Regions from separate parts of the Mus musculus genome. Here regions 1 and 3 are each linked to region 2. A link is a contact called in public Hi-C and HiCAR-type data. All regions are on one chromosome and are shown on one strand. Each heading gives the region's core, a stretch centred on a gene start, on an enhancer-like site or on the middle of the called end of the contact. The rest is flanking DNA. Distances are from core to core; before and after follow the strand shown. Region 1 overlaps Ddx1 (DEAD box helicase 1). Region 2 has its middle 12 kb from the start of Gm40271. Region 3 has its middle 18 kb from the start of Gm34637.

The links. A called contact is a pair of places that touch in the nucleus more often than the background predicts. HiCAR-type assays count read pairs that join an accessible place to other places.
Region 1: a HiCAR-type map of kidney shows a contact between it and region 2, with 4 times the contacts expected there. The contact joins two enhancer-like sites. A contact is called at or near these places in 1 of 15 datasets of contacts at CTCF or cohesin (the NIH/3T3 cell line), 24 of 484 Hi-C or Micro-C datasets (the AtT-20 cell line, Th1 cells, brain and 14 more), 20 of 115 datasets of contacts at active chromatin or transcription factors (PVALB interneurons, VIP interneurons, astrocytes and 15 more) and 1 of 9 other capture datasets (adipose tissue).
Region 3: a Hi-C map of Sertoli cells shows a contact between it and region 2, with 2.1 times the contacts expected there. The contact joins two enhancer-like sites. A contact is called at or near these places in 1 of 15 datasets of contacts at CTCF or cohesin (large pre-B cells), 1 of 484 Hi-C or Micro-C datasets (Sertoli cells), 15 of 115 datasets of contacts at active chromatin or transcription factors (craniofacial prominence, embryonic basal ganglia, embryonic forebrain and 9 more) and 2 of 9 other capture datasets (adipose tissue and pancreatic islet).

The regions. Positions count from the first base shown.
Region 1 is chr12:13,214,991-13,219,766 of GRCm38.p6, forward strand. It overlaps Ddx1 (DEAD box helicase 1), which reads right to left. Exons shown (of 26, transcript NM_134040.1): 26 at 4,317-4,638. The coding sequence ends at 4,508. Among named protein-coding and RNA genes, the nearest start is that of Ddx1, 32 kb to the right of the region's middle. Within about 2 kb of position 2,806, at least 40 of the 459 cell types and tissues checked have an H3K27ac peak or open chromatin away from gene starts, as enhancers often do. A contact at or near this core is called in kidney, where this site is marked.
Region 2 is chr12:12,918,869-12,923,371 of GRCm38.p6, forward strand. No RefSeq gene overlaps it. Among named protein-coding and RNA genes, the nearest start is that of Gm40271, 12 kb to the left of the region's middle. Within about 2 kb of position 2,088, at least 26 of the 459 cell types and tissues checked have an H3K27ac peak or open chromatin away from gene starts, as enhancers often do. A contact at or near this core is called in Sertoli cells and kidney, where this site is marked.
Region 3 is chr12:12,650,279-12,654,533 of GRCm38.p6, forward strand. No RefSeq gene overlaps it. Among named protein-coding and RNA genes, the nearest start is that of Gm34637, 18 kb to the right of the region's middle. Within about 2 kb of position 2,178, at least 9 of the 459 cell types and tissues checked have an H3K27ac peak or open chromatin away from gene starts, as enhancers often do. A contact at or near this core is called in Sertoli cells, where this site is marked.

The sequences.
Region 1 (4,776 bases), core at 1,556-4,055, 300 kb after region 2:
GAAAAGAGGCAAGTCAGGTAATCCTTAAGTGACCCCAAGTGGTAAAAATACACCAACACATGTGTTCAGGCCTTTGTGGGTATTCACAGCGCGACACTAGCACCACCTAGTGTACAGAACTGGGAAGTGAGCCACAAACCCACACACCCTGACTCTGGTTGTCTCCATTAGCACATAGGTTTTATTCTGCAGTGTTTTCTTGGTGCTGGGTTGTGAGCCAGTGGGAAAACGAGTAACAATTTATGGATGGACACACATTACAAGATTTGTTATTACAGTCTACAGTACTAATACCAATATTTTAAGTAAACAGTATGTAATGATACGGATATGATCCAATTTCTCCAAATTGCCTGGCTTTTAATGCCAAACAAAATATCTCAAACTGTAGTCTGAGACTGTAAGCCGGTCCTCGCTCAAGCATGTCTCAGGGTTCTTTAGCAAGCGCTTGTAAGTCTGACTGTGGCTAAGCATGCCATCTCATGAACTTTAAATGGCTTCTACAGGGCTTTCTTGCTAGCCCCCTTTACAACAATTTCCTCACAGTAAAAGATCAGAATCAGTTCCCACCAGTCCAGTACCACTTTGTCTAAACACAGAATTTCCCTTTATGTCCAGTCAGACTTTAAGCAGCTAACATCTGCGAGCAGCCAGGGAATCACAATATGTGGGGAAGGAAAAGCCAAACTCATGATGGCCATCACTACTTCAACACTCAAGTAATAGTCTCTCCTCCTCTAATCAGTTTCTATCCGAGATTCTCTACAAAACCCTGAATGCACACTCATGCACATGTGCATGCATGCATGCATAGGGATGGATCAGGCTCCACTTAAAACAGCTTGCTAGCATCACCTGGGACACCCAAGGCCTACTCCATCCAGAGCAGTCACGGCAGAGTTCCTGGAGGCAAGGTCTAGACAGACCCTGCACTTCATTTAAGGAATCTGGCTCTCATGTCCTTTGGGCCATCTTTAGGGTAAAAATTTGCCATGAGAAAAGCTCTGAGAGCTACTTCTGTGTTTCTCTCAGTGGTCCTGGGTTCTGTCCTTGAACTAACAGACTCTGATGTGAGTAGGTTAAAGAGAAGTCTGTAACTCTTATTGGGTCCTGCAGACCTCCTAGATTGCAAAATCTTTCAGATTTCTCTCAATAGTTTAACTAGAAGTGGAATATCAGAAACAAAGAAACTAAGGCTTTAAAGAATTTTAAATGAATCTAAAACAACTGAACAGAAATTGACAGCAAAATACTCAATCTTTTCCTCCCTTAAAGGAACCAACCCCCTACAGTGCCCTCTCTCCCTATAAATCCCATCCCTCCTCCCCACCCCACCCCCCAGGAACCCCCTTTAGTTCCCTCATCTCTTCCTCCCTTGAAAGACATCCTTCACAATAGCAAACTAGTATCCCTCCCTTTCCTTCCTGGACCATTGCATTTTTGTTCCAATAGTCCCTCCTCCACTCCCACGAAACCAGATCACTTCGGGACTGCTACTAGTCCTTTGGAAAATGACATTATCTAGTCAAACGATAAGATTGCTGTAAGGAAATCTACCCTGGGTTTCCTTGTGCATTTACTCTTTTTTTTAATTTATTTAATGTATCTTATCAAATGACAATGAAGCACATAATTTCTCTAAGTCAAAACAAGGCAAGGAATGTGACGAAATGGTTCTACCCATTTCCAATTGGCCAGGAACCAATTCTTTTCTTTCTTTTTAAATCTGGGGCAGACTGAGTCATTGCCACATAGTTCTACCTTGAAAAGGGAAAAAAAGAAAAAAGAAAAAAAGACCGACTTCAAGCTTAGATCTTAGTTTATATTTAGCTTATAACCCATAATATAGTGGCCGGGTGGGGGTAGGAAGGGTGGGGGTGGTGGCAGTCACAGGGAAGGAGCAGGGTACAGAGTCAAGTGGGAAGTGCCTCCTATCTGCTTCTCACTAGCACTGATCTATACTCTATAAACACACAGCAAGGTTTAAGTACAACAAGTTCTATTTTAATTCATAAAATATATTCCACAAGGCTCTTCCTGGGTTGTTAGTGTGACTGTCAATCAGCACAACCCCTTCAGAAAGTAATCTGGCACTGGCGGTCTGGTCCTGGAAAATATCCAGTGTTCAGTCTTGAATTCAGTGTTCAAGACAACATTCTGAGAAGGTACGCACTGCAGCACTGTACAAGGACAATGGAAATAATGTAAATAACAAGAAATACGGTACGAGTGCCCCTCATCTACTGAACTTTCGCAGAACGCCTGATAGGCTGCTGAATAATGCACATTCTTTTCCTTTTCATGAAGGAACCACAGCTTAGAGAAGCTGTGACCTTGCGCTCTGATATACTGAAGCATGGGCTCATGCAGATTCCACCCAGGCCACAGTGACTGAAGCTCATATGCCTCTAAGTTCCCCTCAGTGCTCATCAGCACTGCGGGAGCGTTATGACATAAATTATCAATGGATTGTTACAAGCTTATTAAGAGTGGAAATACATCCCAATTCCTCAAGCACAAAACCACTCCAGTCACTATGCAGGGGTGACCCTCAGAATCAAAGCCCGAAGCCACACCCATCGAACACTGAAGTGGAGTAAACCATAGCATTTGTTTAGAGAGAAGAATGACCCAGACCTGTGAGCAGCATTTCAGCTCCTGTAGAACTGAAAAAACAAGGGACAATAAGGAAGCTGAGTCAGAAACAGTACCATTTACAAGTTAATATTTAACATGTTCTAGCCTTTGCAGGGCCTCTAGTGCTCTGAGGCAGACGCCAAAGTTCTGTGACCAAGATCTGACCATGCAGCAGCTCAGATAAGACCCAGTTACAGTACCAGACAATTCACAGAGAGTGGGCAGCTATTTCCTAGGGTCAGCCAGGTCCCTTATCAGGTCTTTCTGCCATTTCCCAAGAATCACACTAAACTAATAGTATCTACTGGCTCACTAGTACTGCTCCCATGGCCGAGTGAGGGGAAGGCAGAGGAGGCACAGAAGTGACAGCCATTCTTCTTATACCCTACTGATGGGATGCTGGGAAGGAGACCCTAGCAGACTCAGGAGTTCCTATTTGTAAAGGGAAGAAGGATGCAGTAGCATTTCTCAGGTTCAGTCATCAATGGCAAGCAGGCTTAATGAACAACTCATAGGCTTACCCCTGGCACAAACACTAGGAGAGCATTAGTGGGGAGGCGGGAAAAGAGACAGCAGTTTGGGTCAGGTCTCCACACTGCACACATGTACATCCCCCAAACCTCCACCGTGGGTCGGTTTACGTGACGCTTTCTCCCGCAACAGCTCAAAGCTAGACAGCAACTTGAACCACTCCTCAGCTGTCACTCAGCTCGTCAGCGTTGCTCTTAGCTGCCCAGTCACTACTGGGTTCAAAGGTGGTTCAGAGAACAAACAATGAAACCAAGGAATTCCAGAGCTGTTTGCAGTCCTATCATCCAGTAGCTCAGGTGGATTCTTTCTGGCTCTTAGTATTTAAGCAATGCTAAGTTCAGTACTGAACTTCAGGGCTGTATTTGCTACTATGCACGTAAGCATGCATTTCTACCTACAAAGAGCAGTCCTCACATGGCCAAGAGATGCGAGAGCAGTCCTAGGACATCTCTATAAAGTAACTGGTCTACAAGTTAACTAATGACCGGCACTGACAAATCCCTTTGTACAGAGTCTGGAAGGGAAGCATCCGCGGTGGCGCTCCCATTAGTGTTCCCTTGAGATTTTGCTGGACGATTTCATTGCTCTTGGGCAATCTCTAGGTAGAGAACACATCTACCCCTGAAACTACTTCCTCACCTAGGAGTCCAAAGGCTCCACAGAGCAATTCAATTATGTCTCGAAATTTCTCCTTGAGGTTATTTTAATCAAAGGACAGAAATTAACTGATTTTCGAACACAGAGACACAGCAAAGTCATTTTGTCCTTCTGTGAATCAACTGCAAAGAAAGGTTCTTGAAAAAAATTCAGAGACACCCTGTCACCAGCATTAGTCATCAATCCATACTGAATTTCCAAGCACCCTCCTAGTTTCCAAACCACCTTGAGGTCCTTGGCTTTTGTTTTACAGCTCTCCTCCAGCTTCATAATGTACCTAGACAGCCTGAAATATCTGAAAATCACTTCAGCGTAGCATCACTCCTGTGGAAAATTTCACTCAAAAGATATTCAGTCTGGGTTTGATATGGGTCCAGGGTCACATTTGTACATCCATAAACTATATTTCACAAGCCCACAGTGTTCTTAAAAGAAAAAAAAAAAAAAAAAACAAGTATAACTTTAAAAGAAGACACAAGCCTTCATGAAAATATAGTTGTCAAGTTTATTTTCATTGGGCTGCCATTTTATGGAGAATCGCTAAGGTCTGTGTTTCCTGACATGCGAGAGTTAGCCGTGATAGCTCGGTTATTGTAAATACTGCTGCTCAGAGAGCAGCACCAGAGGGTTAGAGTTAAGACTACAGACTTTATGACTCCAATGCTCCTCTGTCTACATGACGTCAGAAGGTTCGGAACAGCTGGTTGGGAAGGTAGCCAAGGTGTAGGAAAGAGGTCTGTGCTTCCTTTTCAAGGGCAGCCAACTCTTGAACGGTAGGTGCCAGGACATCCACATGGCCTTTGTAGTTTCCACCTGCACGAACATACAAACCAGGAGCAATGTAAGTGGCATGCTTGAAGCACTTGTCAGGAAGCCCTGCTCCCAATTTTATCACTTCAAATATTGTTTCCAGCAGTAAAAACTTGCCAACAGACAAGTTATCTTCAGAAC
Region 2 (4,503 bases), core at 838-3,337:
TTTATAATTTTGCTGTGTGTGATGGCTGATTCCCGGGATTTCAACACATGGTAGATGCAGGCAAGAGGATTGAAAGTTCTAGACCAGTGGGGGCTAGAGAGCAAGACCCTGTTTCAAAAAGAGAAAACAAGGTAGTCTTGGTGGAGCATGCCTGGAATTTCAATACTATGGAATTGGAAACAGGAAGATCAGAAGTTCAAGACTGCTAGCCACACACCTGGAATCCCAGAACTCAAGGAAGAGGAAAGAGAATCAGGAGTTCAAGGCTATCCTCAGCTGCTACAAGCTAGTTCAAAGCCATGCTTGACTATATGAGACACCGTATTTAAAAAATAATAATAAAGGAAAAGAGCTGGTTTTTTTTTTTTTTTTTTTTTTTGACCTGCCTGGCCACTCCCCTGGCATAAGTCTCCAGCCTGTTTTCCAAAATATGAAATATTGACTCCATCAAGATAGCCCCAAATTTCTATCACAAACATGTTAATGAAAGTTAGCAACATAAAGTATTTGAGATCAACCACCATACAGGAAGACCTTGAAATCTCCAGCAAAGACGCTTGGGGCAGGATTTTCCCAAATTTTTCAATTGCTAAACATTTTTGTAAAGTATATATTTTATTCAAAAAAAAAGATGATCTATTTTGTACTTGAGAAAAAAGATTGCTTTTCCTTTCCAGTCTCTACAGGGAATATTATTACAAAATTGTTGTCGCACAAAGAGGCAACCCTAGAATGAAAGAAACATTATTAGAGAGATGGTTTACAGCTGGGTGTGGTTGCACGCACCTGTAATCCAGGCACGGGGAAACAGAGGCAGGAGAATCTGCTGCTGGGGTGAGGCCAGCCTGCTTTACATGGTTAGAGTCAATCCCAAAAAAAAAAAGCCGAACAAACACATGAAACACGTACATCACTGTCTATTAATACTGCCAGTCTAGCACGATGATCTGTAATTTCAGCTACTTGGGGGTTGCAAATGCAAGCTCCACAGGGGTGGGGTAGGAGGTGGAGGGGTGGAGATTCACTTAGCTATTTAGATCCCCATCCCTGCGCACACGCCTCTGTGTGTGTGTGTGTGTGTGTGTGTGTGTGAGTGTGTATGTGTTTTAAAAGGTTGGGATATCTCTAAATGGTACAATATAGTTCAGTAGCATGTGCAAAGGAGTGGATTCAGTCCAGTACAGGATGCACACACTGCACAAACACATACACACACACATATACTAAGAAAAAAATACATATAATAAAAATAAAGATTTGGAGAGCTAGTTCTTTTGGCAAGACGTGGGTGCCTGAATTTGATCCCTAGGACCCACATAAAAGCCAGGCATGGTAGCAAGCTCTTAGAGCCACAGCATGGGGAGGTGGGAAGTAGATTCTTGGGGCTCGGTGGCTAGCCAGTTTAGCAGATGTGTCACAGCAGGAGAGCCTGTCTTAAAAGACAGTATGGATTGTTGCTGAGAAACAACACCTGAGGTAGATCTCTGGCCTTCCCTGAGCAAGCATACCTATACACACAGATCCACGCCCCACCCCCACACCAAACAAGTAACTCCGGCACAGATTTCCTGCTGTTTTGTTTTTATGTACTGGGTCTAGAAGACAGTCCTTACACTAGGCATGGGGGCTCTACTCCAGAACTATACCCCAAACCCTGTATATGATTTTGTGTGTGATATCTCTTTAAGTATTACCTTTCATGTATGATCTTTGTTGTCCTAGTTTTGTGAAGAGGATCTCAAATCTGCCCGGGGGTAAAGTCAGATGTATCCAGTCCTCAGCCTCCCTCCCACCAGGGTCACAAATGTAACCAATGCAACGGGCTGCAGAGCCAGCTGGGTGCTTAAGAGCACTTGTTACTTTTCCCAAGGATCAAGGTTCAGTTCAGAACAAAATGTGCAGTGTCCACCAGACCAACCTCACTTTCTTATGCTCTAACTCCCTACCCGGGATCTGATGATGGAGCCAAACAAACGTTTGCATTTCTGCAGAAAACACCTTGTGTTTCTCACTCTACAGTAGTGACTAAGTAACTTTGGTTAACAATTCTCAGGAGGAGGCTAACCCAGCACAGCTGCAACCGGCATTCTGGTGGGAAAGCCACGGAGCCCTGTCTACAGCTGAGATTGTTCCAGGCCCAGCCTTTCACTCTCTGTTGCTCTGTGCCTTTACCTGACACCCTGTTCTAAGACAGTCACCCCATTAAGCAGGGAGGGCACAGTCTATTTCCAGGTAGACATGCCACTTATTTTCACGTGTGAAACGAGTCATCATTCACAGCTACGAAAAAGAATCAAAGGAATGCTTTTAGGCAGTTGAAACATTTTATCCAACTCTGCACTGATGTTTTGCTACTGGGGCGAGAAAAGCCCAGACCTGAGGCCAGCATAGTGGGACTGGGGATAGATTAGTGAGAGGGGGGCAGGTAAAGGAACTGGGGGTGGGGCTCAGAGGTACAAAGCTTGTCTGCAGGCTCTGAGTTCCATATTCAGCAATGGAAAGCAAAGGAAGAGGAGGAGGGGAGTAAGGAGGGAAAGGAGGGGGGGTTATGGATTGTGTGAGGGAGAGGGGGGCTGGGAGGGGGGAAGAGAAGGGAAATGTTAGAGGGAAGTAGTCCCTTAGGTCACCTAGTGGACAGAAAATTTTCTCTTTCTAGAGCAGTGGTTCTCCGCCTTCCTAATGTTGTGACCCTTTATACAGTTCCTCATGTTATGATGAACCCATCATAAAATTATTTTTATTGCTACTTCATAACTGTAATTTTGCTACTGTTATGAATCTGTGTTTTCTAATAGTCTTAGATGTCCTCTGTGAAAAGGTCCTTTGACTCCCCCCAGGTTGAGAACCACTGTGAGGTTTCTTGAGGACGGATAGCTGTCCATTTGACTTAAAAATTACCTTGGAAGAGAGCACCAGTGAGAAGCTAGCTAACTGCCTGGATCTGTTTGGTCTGAGGTCATACCTGTGAGAGTTTTCTTAAGTGGCTAATTGAAGTAGGAAGACCCAGGCTGACTTTGGGTGGCCCCATTTCCTTGAGATGGACCCTGGATGGTCTAAGAGTGAGAAGGATGGAGGGGAGCAGGAAGTTCCTTTGCGCTTGCTTTTATTTCTGTTGCTAGGCTCGAATGGGAAGTGACCAGTCGCTTCCAGTTCCTGCCTTGACGGACTATCATCCTTTCTCCCCTCAGTTGCTTTCTTATCAGGATATTTAGCACAGGAACTGATTCAGGCAGAAGTGGTTCTCCTAAAGCCTTCCTGCGAAGTTGATCCTCCGACACTATTTTGGAGTCAGAAACACGTAGCTTTTCATTTTGCTTGAGACAGGGGTTTCAGTTCATAGCCAGGCTGGCTTCAAAGCTGAGGCATGCTCCAGCCTCACAAGTGCTAAGGGTTACTTACATCAATGTGCCACCCATGCCCAGTTTAACACCATATTCCTGCCCCTCTGAGTCATTGGCTTCCCTCTGCAGGCTGTCACCTTCTCCGAGACCCTCCCCTCAACACACTATTGGTGAAAGACCCTTTGAAAAGAACCCTTGTCTGCCCAGTTGAATCCTCAGATCCCCTGCACACTGTTTACTGCACAGTGACACATAGTCCTGGCCTCTGGCTCCTTCTTCCAGGCTGTAAGTACCTCGGGTGATGACTGTCCTAGCTTGTCTGTACTTAGAGAACTCAGGAGATGGCCTGGCAAGAACAGATAGCAAACAGTCCACCAAGCTGAGCCCCTGCTATGGACTGGATCTATTGAAGCTGACCTTAGGGGCTTGCAGATATAATCATTGTAGATGAGGTCAAACTGGGGTAGGTAGGGCTGACTTCTAACCTGGTATAACTGACATCCTTTTAAAAAAGGAGGAGCTGGGGGTGGTGGCACACGCCTTTAATCCCAACACTTTCTGAGTTCAAGGCCAGCCTTGTCTACAAAGTGAGTTCCAGGACAGCCAGGGCTACAGAGAAACCCTGTCTTGGAAAAAAAAAAAGGGGGGGGGGGGAGGAAGGAAGGAAGCTGGATAGAAACAGTAAACAGTCCTATTTGAGAAAAAAATGTCACCAGAAGACAGAGGCAAGGATGCAAACACAAACACTAAGGACTACCAGCTGCCCACAGAAGTAGGAGAAGGTTGTAAAAGATTCTCCCTCCAGCCCTCAAGGAACTACCCCGCCCCAGACATCCTGACTTTGATTTCCAGCCCGGAGAAGGGTGAGAACTGAATTTCTGGCTTTTAAGTGTTGTGGCTCCAGGTACTTTGTTACAGTAGCTCTCGGGAATTAATACCTCCTATACATACCCTACATCAAGCCCAGTTCCTCTCCTTACAGCTGCAATCTTGCTAAGATTCCTCATTTCCTAGTTTATGAAGCACATATTATGTCTACTATCAAAGACAGTCATTGTTCTTTGGTGTTGCATAGTCTGGGATACAAATGAGGCAGACTGGCATCTGCCCACCTTGGTTTAATGGAAATATATATCTATACATACACACACACATATATTTG
Region 3 (4,255 bases), core at 928-3,427, 270 kb before region 2:
GTCACTAATTTCAGTATTCATATTGCCTTTATAGAATGTTAACTTCTGCAAATGATTAGAATTGACTGGAGAGCTTTAGTTCCTCTCACTTTCCATTTGAGTGTAAAGAAACAGGGCTATCCTCTCCCCTGTCTCCTCCATTCCACCCTCACTCTATCAGTTTCCTCCACATTGCAGTTACCACTTCTCCTTCATCTGTTTCTATCTACTTATGCATGTGTTCAAGTTTTCCTATCCTGAGAAACACAGTCATCCATTAGCTGAAGTCTGCCTTCAACAGCTCTCTAACTGCAACTACATGCAGGTGACCACTCCTTCCGCATCAGGACTCTAAGGAAGGAGTAAGGAAGGTTCAACTTCTGCTTTGCAGATGAAGATGATACAGTGGAAACAAACTGAGCAATTGATCCAACCTCTTACTGTCTAACCAAGAGATGGGAAGACCCCTGAAGAAGGAAGCAATGCAAGGAGATAAGAGGAGTTTGTCATTGTCTTAGTCAAGGTTTTGATTCCTACACAAATATCATGACCAAGAAGCAAGTTGGAGAGGAAAGGGTTTATTTGCCTTACATTTCCATACTGCTGTTCACCACCAAGGAAGTCAGGACTAGAACTCAAGCAGGTCAAAAAGCAGGAGCTGAAGCAGAAGCCATGGAGGGATGTTCTTTACTGGCTTGCCTCACCTGGCTTGCTCAGCCTGCTCTCTTATAGAATCCAAGACTATCAGCCCAGAGATGATCCCACCCACAAGGGGCCTTTCCCCCTTGATCACTAATTGAGAAAATGCCTTACAGCTGGATCTCATGGAGGCATTTCCTCAACTGAAGCTCCTTTCTCTGTGATAACTCCAGCTGGGTCAAGTTGACACAAAACTAGCCAGTATAGTCATGAAGTTGGCTGTGAAGACACAAGAGGAGAGATGTGACCAGGATGAAGAACAAAAAAGGTCTAAGTTTTCCACCCTAATTCTATGCAGCCCACAGAGAAGGTTGTCACTTCTGAGCCATGGCAGTGCTGGCAGCTTTCACCCCTATAAGCATATTGACCCTTTGCCTTGAATGGCTGTGCCTGGTCATATATGGCTGCTCCAAGACATGGTATGCTCCCTGGTGGTGTGGTGGAGAAGTAGGGAGATGGTACTCTGTAGCATGGGGCATGCGGTACCAAACCAACCCCGAAGGTCAGGTAAGCCAAGCTTGAGAATGCACCTTGACCACTTACCAGTGTTTATGAAGAGTTCAGATACTTTTCTCAGCATCTGTTTCCTGCTATAGTTAGAAGTGGCTACCCCTCTGAAGACTGAATAAGTAAAACAGGCTAAGTACCATGGCTGGAATGGAAGTCAAAGCTAGATAAATGTTTGACACTGTGATTCACCTCCGAATCCCTGCTCCCAGGAGCCTCCTCCCTGGCAGAGCACAAAAAGGCTAACGTTTCCTTCTATCGGCCAGTTCAATCTCTCAAGTGGACTGTGATTTTCAAGGTGGAAGATCACGTAGTCATGTCAAGACTCCTTCTGCTGTGTGTACAGGAATTTCCAGAGAGGTAAAAAAGACTGATGATAAGCAGAGAGAGAAAGGCTCGGCCTGGCTTTGTGTAGTCTTTGGGACAAGCTGCCATCCATCTACTTCACCAGCTGTGCAGAGCTAAGGGATACATCCAGCCTGTGCCCATGGTCAGAGCCTCACAGCTGGAGTGGTAGGGTGCAGTGAGCTTCCAGGTCCTTCACCGAAAGAGCCCATGGGAGATGTGCCTATGTCTTCCACACTGGAAGTCTCTCAGAACCCTCAGCCATTTTAAAGGGGGAGCCACGAGCACACAACTCTACCAGATTGCTTAAAGTGTGGAGAGCCCACAATAACTATTAACCCCCAGAAAAGAGGAGGAGAAAGGGGTGGGCACAAAAAGCATAAATTCCTGAAGAAAGCACCCCATCCCCTCCATGAAAGCATTTCAAATCTGGCGGAAACTTTTTCTCCAGATGCGCTTTCCCTGTCAGGGTGACCCTCCAGAGGCGACAGCAATGACAGAGAGGAGTCTTCCCATAGCCAGGACACAAAGCTAGTGTTGTTGAAATGAGAGCCGTGTAATCAGCTAAGACATTCCTGAGCAGAACCAAGGGCAGCACATACCCCAACCTTGAACTTCTTTCCCTCCCTGCATTTTTCTAATGCTTCCTGGAGAAAGGAGCACCCAGGGGCCTGGATCCCCTTTTAACTTAATTAGGAGCTTGCAGGAGCAGAGCTGATGCTGAGAACTGACTGTGGGGGTGCGGGCACTTTGAGAGCTTAGCCTCCCAGGCTGCAGCAGCTCCTCCGGTGGGGTGGTGGTGTCGCAGGGATCTTGGCTCCCCGGAGCCTAGCGAGATGGGTGTTCCTAACAGGTGGTCTGAGGGTTTTCCTGCATATTCTTCCCAAGGGGCTGGCATCTCCCTCCAGCACCCACACCCACCGGCCCATGACACAAATGAAAAACCAGGCACCTGCAGTTACCACACCCAGGCCAGGCACTCTTCAAGCGCAGAGAAGGCAGCATCACATGCTCTGGCTCTCGGCTGGGGGAGGGATGTGTGCTCTGTGGCCTAGGACAAATGACAGTATCCTCCCTGTCACAGGAATTGACTCTAGGTACTATGGTGGCAGTTACAATAAGACACAGGTGGGAGGATGTATAATAGTAACCAACAACTAGAAACTGCCCAGTGAAGGCCAGCTATCATTACGACTGCTTTTTCCTGCTCATTTTTCAGAAGAGTGAAAACCAGAGAAACACATCTTCAATCCTCCAGCAAGCCACACGGGACCCTTGCTCCTGAAGCACTCAGACACTGGAGCTTGTCCTGCTGTGGATGTATCACCCTGGGATGTACCTTCACTCGAAATCCAATCCACTCACACAAACAATATATATGAGACACTAGCTCTCTTGTGCTCATCTGAGGAAGACAAAAGGGGCTCTGGGATCTGCAGACTCCCGCCTCCATCGGGCCGATGTGTAAAGAGAAAAATATAAGACTGATGGAGAGGCTAAGCAATGGACTCGCAGCAAACAGTAGAGGGATGGGCCAGAGCCACGGGAGAGAAGAGCCCTGACACAGAGATGCTGTGCTGTGTGGATGAGACCTAAAGCACAGCAAAGTCATTCTACTTTCTGAATGGGAACTGCCACTTCGGGGTGTCCCGAGAGTTGTCTGATAGCCACCCACTGCTTTCTTCTTGCTGAACCCCATTTTCCATTGGTACCATTCTCTAACACCGTGTTCCTCCACTGCCAGCCTCCGTCACATTCCCTTTGCTGAGGGATCTGACCATGGCGAACTCAAAGTCTATCCCTGGGGGACCGGAATCTCTGTGAAAGTAGTTGTAGCTCTGTCCTGAGCTACATTTTCCTCTCATGCCCTACTGGCTGGGTCTTGCTTTGGGGAGAGAGTGCTTCCAGGGAGTCACAGCAGTACAACTCTTCCAGGAAGAGTCAGCACGGAGCTTCATTAAAGTCAGTATTAAAGCTCCAGGGTGAAGGGGGGGGGGGGGGGAGTGGAGCTGGAGAGATGCCTCAGCAGCTAAAACATTTGCTGTTCTTCCAGAGAAGGGTTTCAATTCCCAGCACCCATGTGGTAGCGACCACAACCATCTAGAACTCCAGTTACAAGAGCTCTGACACCCTCTCCTGGCCTCTGTAGGCACTGCACACATATTACACACAGACATACATGCAGGCTAAATACCCCCCACAGAGAAAATGAAAAATGAATGCGTCTTTTTTAAAGAAAGACACCATCAGCAGGGTTAAAAGGGCATAGAAGACCCTTTTAAGCTTCAGATCATTTGCACCCCATGAAATAATTATGAAATTAGTGACTACTAATTTCAGGTCTTATGGGTTAGCTCAGATCTCCAGCTCTACCCCTAAAAAGTTACATAGTGGGAAATGGATCCTTGTCTGGGAAAGGATGTCTCCTAAGTGATACATGAGTGCAGGTTTGAGCTGGAAAGTGGGGTGATCCAGGACTGAGGGGTAATCCCACCCATTCCCTGTCAGGAAGTTGTTCCCAAATGTATCTGGAACATGTGGCTTGTCTACCCCAACCAATCTGGCCAGTCCTTGCCTAAGTCTTCGCTGGGACGCTCCAGGGAACCACCACCTCTGATGTGAGTCTCAGCTCTACCTCCAGTTAGGGTGCAGGCTGGAGAAACACAAGAAGGCAAGGGAAGGCTTAAACAAAGCTAGACATAAATGATAAGCTTGAAAGCAGATA